Regions from separate parts of the Zea mays genome. Here region 1 is linked to region 2. The links are chromatin contacts, called in public Hi-C maps. All regions are on one chromosome and are shown on one strand. Each heading gives the region's core, a stretch centred on a gene start, on an enhancer-like site or on the middle of the called end of the contact. The rest is flanking DNA. Distances are from core to core; before and after follow the strand shown. Region 1 holds the start of LOC100284003 (ATP-dependent Clp protease adaptor protein ClpS containing protein). Region 2 holds the start of LOC100193983.

What was found. A called contact is a pair of places that touch in the nucleus more often than the background predicts.
Region 1: a contact with region 2 is called in a Hi-C map of leaf, with 8 times the contacts expected there. The contact joins the promoter of LOC100284003 here to the promoter of LOC100193983 in region 2. A contact is called at or near these places in 4 of 25 Hi-C or Micro-C datasets (ear, leaf and tassel).

What each region holds. Positions count from the first base shown.
Region 1 is chr1:219,117,042-219,121,423 of Zm-B73-REFERENCE-NAM-5.0, forward strand. It overlaps LOC100284003 (ATP-dependent Clp protease adaptor protein ClpS containing protein), which reads left to right and starts at 2,914. Exons shown (of 3, transcript NM_001370566.1): 1 at 2,914-3,074; 2 at 4,165-4,312. The coding sequence starts at 3,002.
Region 2 is chr1:218,919,819-218,924,534 of Zm-B73-REFERENCE-NAM-5.0, forward strand. LOC100193983 reads right to left here and starts at 2,839. Exons shown (of 7, transcript NM_001139049.1): 1 at 2,647-2,839; 2 at 1,701-1,933; 3 at 1,561-1,616; 4 at 1,386-1,464; 5 at 1,141-1,279; 6 at 354-467; 7 at 1-201. The coding sequence starts at 1,873. The coding sequence ends at 10.

The DNA.
Region 1 (4,382 bases), core at 1,664-4,163, 200 kb after region 2:
AAACAACAAACATGGTTATTAGTGAGACTAGAGAAGGAACATCGGGGTATAGAAATCATTTACCTATTGTTCTTTCAGTGTGTTATTCACCTGAGTGGTGGGCTGATACTGGTTCTAATATTTATGTGTGTGCTGATATTTTTTATTTTGTTCTTCTCAGTGCAAAGGGATTGGAGCCTTACTGATGGGGAACGGATCACATGCATGTGTTCTTGGTGTTGGTATAGTCATTCTAAAGTTTACTTTAAGAAAGACGGTGTTGTTGAAGAATGTGCATCATGTCCCCTCCACCAAAAAGAATCTAGTTAGTGACTCTCAATTAAGTTGAGATGGCTACAAAATTGTTTTTGAGTCTAATAAATATATTGTCTAAGTATGGAACATTTGTTGAAAAAGGCTATGATAGTGGAGGCTTGTTCCGCTTTTCTTTGCATGACACGTGTACTAAGTCTGTGAACAATATTATTTCGAATGAGTTGAATATTTGGCATTCACGACTTTGTCATATCAATTTTGGTTGTGTCTCGTAGTTAGCAAATTTAAATTTAATCCTGAAATTTGATTTAGTCAAAGGTTCTAAGTGCCAGGTGTGCGTGCAATCGGACCAGTTCAGTTGTCTGGGGTGCATCGGACCAGTCCAGTGGCGCGCATGACCTAAATTCTAGAGAGGTATGGAATGGTACTTCGGTGGCCTGGTGCACTAGACCGGTCCGGTGAGCCACCGGACCAAAGTTCCATAGAGCTCTGCAAAAGCATCTGCGCGCATCAGACCTCGGGTCCAATGACTCTCTTAGGCCGCCAACGGTCATGTCAACGGCTAACTGACACTTGGTCGGTCCAGTGGTGCAACGGATCGGGTCGATGCCGGTGAGGATGGAAGTTGGATTAGATCCCGTTGATGGTGGGTGAAAATTGGAGGATTGGATTGGTCTGGTGCACCAGCGGAGAGCAATTTTTTGGCATTTCTCTCAATGACTCTTCTATCATTCTAGTCAAGAACCCAAGTCACTCAAGATCAACACATTCATTTCTAAGCATTAGAGCAACACTCCAGAGAGATCCAAGCACCCAAATTTGCAAAAATAACCTAGAGAAAGTTGTGCTGCAAGTTGTGTGCTTATGTTCTTGATTCTTTAGTGTTGTTGTGTTCTTGTGTGCATTCTTTTGTCCTCTTGCTTTCATTCGAGTTCTAATTCCCATTCATTGTGTATGGCTAGCAAGAGTCTCCAATCTCTATGGAGTATCTTGTTAGAAGAAACATCAAATCAAAGGAACCAAGGGATCAAGTTGATCGTTGGATCACTTGAGAAGGTCAAGAGAGACCTAGTTCGGTGGGACACCTCAACGAGGACGTAAGTTCTTCGAAGCCGAACTTTGGTAAAAAAAGATGTGTCTTGTGTTCTTTACTTTCTACAATTTGTTCTTCATCTCTCTTGCTCTAAGTTCTTAATATATCTTTACTTGTGATATTGCTCTTATATTATATTAATTCCACAATCAAGAAGAGCATCAAGTGCAAGAACTTCCCTCTTCCTTACTCTATTTGATCTAGAATATCTAATCCGAGATTCGATTTTGTTTTAAGTTCTGCAAATAAAAGTGTTGTCTATTCACCTTCTCTAGGAAACTATCAGTGGGCTTCTTGATACCTCAATAAATTAAAAATGTCAGAGTTGTCTACAAGAATTTGTATCTCTATCTGAATTAAGCTTCTACACTTTATTTATTGCTTATATAGGTTGTGTGCTTACTTTCCTAGTTTAGCTTGCTAACCTAGTGATAGGATTAGAACTTAAGTTGCATAACTTTTTTGCGGTAGATATAACTTAACCTAATAAAACCGTAATTGTATATCTACCTTTTTTAATACATTTTAATTAGGTGAAAATTAGATGTATTCGTTTAAAAGTAGATTTTTAAATTGCTAATTCGTCATTCTCTTAGGTCATCTCCAGCAAATCCTCTATTCATCATCTATCTCATCCCATATTTCAAACTTCACTCTGTAAACAGTGTCAAACAGTGTCATCTACAGTGCCTCGTCCCCTATTTTACTCGATCCATCGAAGACAACCTTAGTCGTCACAATCCATTTAGGTTCCTAATATCTTTCTTTTTTTATCATCAATATTTTATTCATCTCCAATCAAATAAAGAGAGTTGTATCTCGTCCAATAGCATAGAAATTACATCAATTACTATTTTAACTATTTTTCTCCTACAACTGTTGAACCCTTTAGGATTTGTTCGATTGCATCTAGATCAAAAGAAATTAGGGATTAAATCCACTTCTATTCAGCTTTGAATATGGAGGAATTCAATCCTCTCTAAGGGTTGATTTGGTGACAAAGGGATCCCGGGAGGATTGGAAGGGATTGAGGGGGAAATAAACTAATTTCCCCCTCAATCCCCTCCGATCCTCCCGATATCGCGGGTCACCAAATTAGCCCTAAGGGCTGATTTGGTGACAAGGGGATCACGGAGGGATTGGACGAGATTGAGGGAGAAATGAACTAATTTCCCCCTCAATCCCCTCCAAATCCTCCCGTGATCCCGGGTCACCAAATCAACCCTAATTCTCTTTGATTCAGACGCAGGCGAACAAGTCCTTATGTGGTTATTGGGCCAGATCTACTTAAGTATTACAAAAGCAACTTTTCTTAATAATGGTAGAAAAATAAATATATTGTGAATAAATTATTGGCAGCCCCCACCAACTCGGAGGGGCACAATGGTAATTCAACCAATAGCCTCATCAGGTTTCACGTTTCAGTATCGGAACGGAGGGGGAAAAAATCTGTAGAGACCAGTGGCCCAGAGGTCCGGACCGCGGACTGGCCTAACAGGTGGCCTCCCGCGACGCCTGCCAAATTACCGGGCCACAAATAATCCGATGCCTCCAAACCGCACGTCGAACGGCCCACGGAGCATCACCACCGCGGCAGCTGAGCTCGGCCCCAACATTCAGATTCTTCGAGGCGCGGCGACGGCGGTCGGCGACATGGAGGCCGCGGTGCCCAGCCGTGTTGCGCTCTCCGCGGCGAGCCGCCTCCCAAATCCCCACGCCGTGACAGGTGCTCCGTCTCCCTCGCTCCCGAGTCTGGCGCCGGTTTGTCAGTTTGTTGGAATTTGGATGCGATTTTGGGAGTACTCCTCAGTAGTTAGTACTCATTAGTATCTTTCAGTGGATAAGGTCGACAGGGCAAGTAGGGTTCGTGCTGTCCACGCGTTTCCTGTGGAGCTAGAACTGCGGGGGATTCCACGGAGTATGAGAGCCGACGAGTGCTGTTCCACTTTGGCAAGGATTTTGCCGTTACTGCCAGTATTGTGAAGAGAGAGTCCTTCTGTTTCCTGCCATAGAATGGCTGCCTTGTGTTGGCTAGAGGACGTGGACTCGATGTATGGTGAAATTATTGCGTCTGTTCTAGTTAGTGGCAAGAACAAGTGTGCAAGGTGAAGATTAAATGGTTGACATCATTGGCATTTTCAACCAGCTAGCTGTTAGTTCCTTGTTTGATTGCTTCAGTATGCTTTTATTCATGGACTGTGTTTTGCATTACAGCTCTTCCCATTTTTAGTCCAGATTACATACATATTAACAACCGGCTCCAACTGCTAAGTCACCTACCCAAACAGATATCAGTGGTAGTAGACTAGCAGTTGTTATATTGCAGAGTCGGTGCATTTACAGGAAGATAAATAATCCTGCAATGAAATCTAAAATTTAAGATACACTTAATACTACTAGTGAAGTATACAATCAGTTGCGACTGTGTGCCAATCTCCACAGGTGCATTATTTCTTGCTGGCCGTTACCAGTTGCTGATTATTCTTGATCGTGTTCTTGACAACCCCAAATGACTGAGATGATTATTGAATCCACCATATCATACCCTCAATTGAAATGCATAGGAAATATTGCTCTATCACCAACTAATCCTCAACCTTGTAGACATGTTTACTGTTGCATGATCATGAGGCTATTACTCCATCTTTGTTCATTTTTTTTCAGCCTGGATGCACAAATGTGCAAAAGAAAACTGTGCTAGCTATATCATGACTTCCAGTTTATATGGAATATTGTTTATCATGTCATAGGTTCATGATTACTGTTGCAGACTTGCTGGTATAATGTTTCATGTTGATTTTCTTCATATTGTGCAGGAGATAGATCTTTCATTTACAAGGGAAGATGCCAAAGTCTTGCAATTCCTATGGCTTTGTCAGCAGCTGCGCCAGGCAAAGGTGGTGGTGTGCTTGATCGGCCAGTTGAGAAAACTACTCCTGGTCGCCAGTCTGAATTTGATGTGAAGTAAGTGTTATATCACCCCAGTTTCAATGAAAGTATAAGCGATATTATTTCTATACTTAACGGTAAATAG
Region 2 (4,716 bases), core at 1,589-4,088:
CTTCCTTTGTCACTCAAGCAGCTTGTTGCATGTGCCGACACCCAGCGCTGCAGCTAAATGCCATGCTGCATGGAGGTAGGAAGTTTGTGGGAAGACATCATCAGCGACGAATAGCGCACCTCCCAGGAGAGACGATATCTTGTGTAGGTTATGTGCCGTCTTGAGCTCTGGATCTATTGATGCTCGTTTAGCAAATGAAACCTGAGGTGGTGGTTATTAGAATAGGTTGACAATGGATAGAAAGATGGATATGTCATGACTGGTAAAAGAATGATATAAATCCAATATACACATATAACATACTATCGTTTATTGTGTTCAGAGTAGGATGCCATGAGCTTTGAACTACTTGCCTCCATTATCCCAGTGTGGACAGCTGAAACCATCAGGGGTTGAAATGGTAGGAGCAATGTTGATGCTGCCATCAGAAATTTTGGATTCTCATCCCGAAGGGCTCTTGATAAGCACTGCATGAAATATGTCTTTTCAAAATGCACAACACATCAAATTCTTCTTTTTCCTTGAACACATCAAATTCTTCAGATAAGCCATCCTAATTTTTTATCTTAGTACATCACTAAAAAGTGCTTAGTCCATGCAACAAGCTATAAAGTAATGATAGTATACACAAGGACTGGAATGTGCATGCTGCCGATTTAAAGTACTTACTGAAATTGGTATTTTCTGAAAGACAGCTTTTAATGGTTATTCCAGAATGGACATGCATAAAGAGTAGCATTCTGCCTCAACAATACTCTTAGGACCCGTTTGTTTCATTGGAATTGAATTCCATTTTAATAATTATAATTTAAACAAAACTAATTAAGTTCATATATTTATATATAAAATATATTTGTATATTATCCTAAATAATATGAGAGAAATAGTTATATACTACATTTATGTTATAGCAAAGCAAGTACAAGAGTGTGCTATAAGTTGTACATCGGAAAAATAGCATGTAAATCTATAGAATCAATTTCTATCTCTCACCCCATGAATTTGAGATAGACTTATATGATAACTTTGGAAAGTGGTGGAATGTCACATTCTAAAAAAAATAGTCTATTCTATTAGTAAGATTCTAATTCCTCAAAATGAAAGGAAACAAACGGGACCTTATGAGAATATTCCACTTACTAGAGTTGAAGTGGCAATCATTGTATAGTCTGCCCATCTCAAATATTTTCTGATGTCTCCCCGTGAAGTATGATACAAGCTAGAAGCTATTCCAACTCCAATCAATGAGTTAGCATAAAGTGTTGTATTCAAGTTCTTTCTGCACAACTGGTACATAACGGTTAGTTGATACTTGCAGCAATCAAGAAACAAATCAAAAGAAAATCTTTAAAAAAGTGATGTTAGTGATTCAGATGTGGGCTTGCCTTGGTGTTTGCAGTCCAAGAACAATGAAAGGAAGTGAGGTAACAACATTTGCAATAGTTTCACCAACATGTTTATCGCCTGATTCAAGATAAGATTTACACAATGGAGCATATAAATGGAGATGCCAAAAAATTTGGATTCTGCCATTATGAATTTCTGATAGGTTACACATACATGAGAGGCTACAGTGTATGGGCTTCAAGCATGGGGGTCTTTGCTGCCATAATCTCCTGAAGATACAAAATAAATCATTAACGAAGCATGAGTTAACAAGATTCTGAACAGTCTCCTTTGTGTATGTGCAACAAACATACCAGATTAGCAAACGCCGGCCGGAGCCATTATCCTCTTGTGGTTCACAAGTTGAAGAATCCATAATGCTAGTCTTGACTGCTTCGTCATCACTGTATATTGACCGGCCCACGAACTGTACCCTGTATAGGCCACCCAGGGCCCCAGAAGGCCTAGAATCTTCTTGGACTCCCATGTATTTATTTAACCTATTTTAAGGTTCACGACTAACTAGATACTAGAACAAGTGGCAGCCCTGTTGGGAAAAACAAATGTCATTCTTCAGCATTATTGCATAAATGGCACAAGTCCAGAATCTTAGTCTACATGAACACACGTGGGCCCATTCGGCAGGCAGTTCTAGCTGCTGCTATGGCTATCTGCCTCCTCACATGTCACTGTAGCGTTGAACTAGCAGCAGCGGTTGATACAAACGACACAAAGCACCGAACCATATGAAAGAATTTTATTCTATATAGATTTATAAGTTTATATAGCTCCTAGGCATGCAGAAACGATTTCCTGGGTGCATTGATTTGATTATGAGGTTATGTGCTCAGCTATATATATGCTATTCTGACACTGCACACAAGATGAAAAACTGTTAACAATTCCCCATTGCTTGCTGCAGTGGATTTCCACAACCAGGAAATGGCTACAAATTCCATGCCATCCTAACAGATGAGGCAGCACAAGTAGCACCTCTGTTGCTCGCTCAGCAGCTCGCGTCACAAAAACAACAGAGGGAAAAGTGAATCGATTCAGTCCACTCTCCACTGTTCCATGGCAACAAAGCTCGGCGGTTCGTTTCACGCCCAAATTTCCGTCCAGCGGAATAAACGCTTTATTCTACTCATGGAGCCTATGAACACGGAAAATCGTGACGAAATCGAAGCGGTTCTTTCGCTTGTCACTAGACCACGTGTGCTTCGCCTGAAGAAAGGTGTTCATCTACCAGAAGAAACTTACGAAGGGGATTGGAAGATTGGAGAACGCTTTATCTCCTCCCGCTGCGGCACTTCCCCAAACCACGCCCTCCTCCGACAGCGGTTGCTGCTGGTGGTAGAGCGAGGGACTGGAGGGGAAGATGCCGATTCCGACAGTATCTTCCCCTTCCGTGCGGAAGCGGAAGGAGGACGCCTGTACGTCGCAAAAATCCTACGTCCTTCTCATCTCCGTGGAATATTCGGTTTCTGGGTTCTTTGACGGTCCTCTTCTTGCTTCTCTCCGGAGCGGCCGGGCCTCGTCGTTCGCTTTCGGTGAGGCCGGTGGGCCATGGCAGCGCCAATTTGGGCCGGGCCGGACGACTTCCACCTGCAGCTGTATGGATGTTTGGGCTATAGTAGATTGGGCTAATGTAATTTTCTATTATTTTCCTTGTTTACTTATTGTCGACTCGAACTTTACTTTTATATCGACGAAACGCGCCCATCTGTAAGCCCAGCAAAGTCAAAAGTCTGAGACAAAATTATAGCATGTTTTTGGCACCTGTATAGTAAGTTATGAACTGTCTTATCGTTTGGCGTACATACTATATAATCAGATAGCTTAAGCTACTGATAATGGAGTATGTCATTAGTTGATAATAGAATATGTACACAGCTACCAATTATGTGTTCTTTTTTGGTTTTTGTCGTAACAAAAACAGTGACGGAGGGAAGGGGGGGGGGGGGGGGCGATATGAATTGTGAAGTTTTTGTTGATTGAAATAAAATAATTTGTTCAAAAAAGCCCATGTATTTTCTAAAATATCAAATTCAACGCTAATAGTAAAACCAACCAATTTCAACTGAAGTCGTTACATATTGTTGCCATGTACACAACAAGTTTGACATGTATTCGCGCAAGTTGACGAATTTTTTTATGGATGCTCGAGACTAGTTGGATTTTTTAATTCTCTTACAAGTTTATTAGTTATTTCATTAATACTAGAGTCATTATATAAAAGTTGAATCTCATCAATCAAACATTCATCATTATGCCGCATTTATTATTTTGGTATTATTACTGTGTCACAACTTTAGTTCAATATATCATTCAACTAGAAAATGGACTCTTAAACTAGAATAATTTATAAAGAACTAGAATTCTTATTTCATGTCTTAAAATTGATAACATCGCATGATATTTATTTACTATATAGTATTGATGAATTAGTGGGTCCATCTTATGTCATAATCGTAGCTCTGCCCTGAATATAAATTAGAAAGCAATCATGTACCTTTTCAATAACATTTTAAAACATCGTCACATCAAAATATCTTCGTCAGATACGTTTGTTGTACTTGTACGATCGGCTGCGCTTGCAAGCAGAGAGTTAAATAAATCAATGTAATGGAGTTTGACTTTCATTGCCGAGGACTGTAGCCAGCCGTACAATAAGGTAGAGCTGCATCACTGCATGATGTCCACTTCACAGCTGATCGAAGAACCAACCATGTACATTGACATTTGATTAAAAAACAGCCAACTATGAGATAGGATAGGACCGGTCAGAATACTCGAACCTCATGCCTGATTTATCTGAAGCCGAACCTGCCCGAATCTAAAAAATCTATTCCTTATCTCGGGTACAAAGCCCATTTAGCCGATTTTGTTTCAGTAAATTCAGATATAAGGTTATCTCGTATGTTATGCTACTAAAAGTCAATTTTTCTTTTCAATATCTTTCTTTTTTTCCAGAATTCTTGTTCTTCCACCCATGCAATAGAGAGCGAATGAGAAAAGAGGGATTTTCTCTTAAAATAGGCTTTGAAATAGAAATCATGGAATAATATTGAATTCAAATGTTTATTTCTTTATTTCTTTTCTATAGTATAAGAAAATGAATTAAATGAAATTTGTGGATTTAGCACGACCTTTTGGTTGTGACCCCCTATATAAAAATGCAAAATTGTATAATGCCAATAAGTTACCATGACATACAATTATATTTAATGAGTAACTCTAACAGTCTATTTGTGTAAAGAGTTGTATCTCCTTTTTCTCGATATGTCGCCGCTCCGAGAGGCTCTGGCTCCTCCACTCTCGTTCTACTTC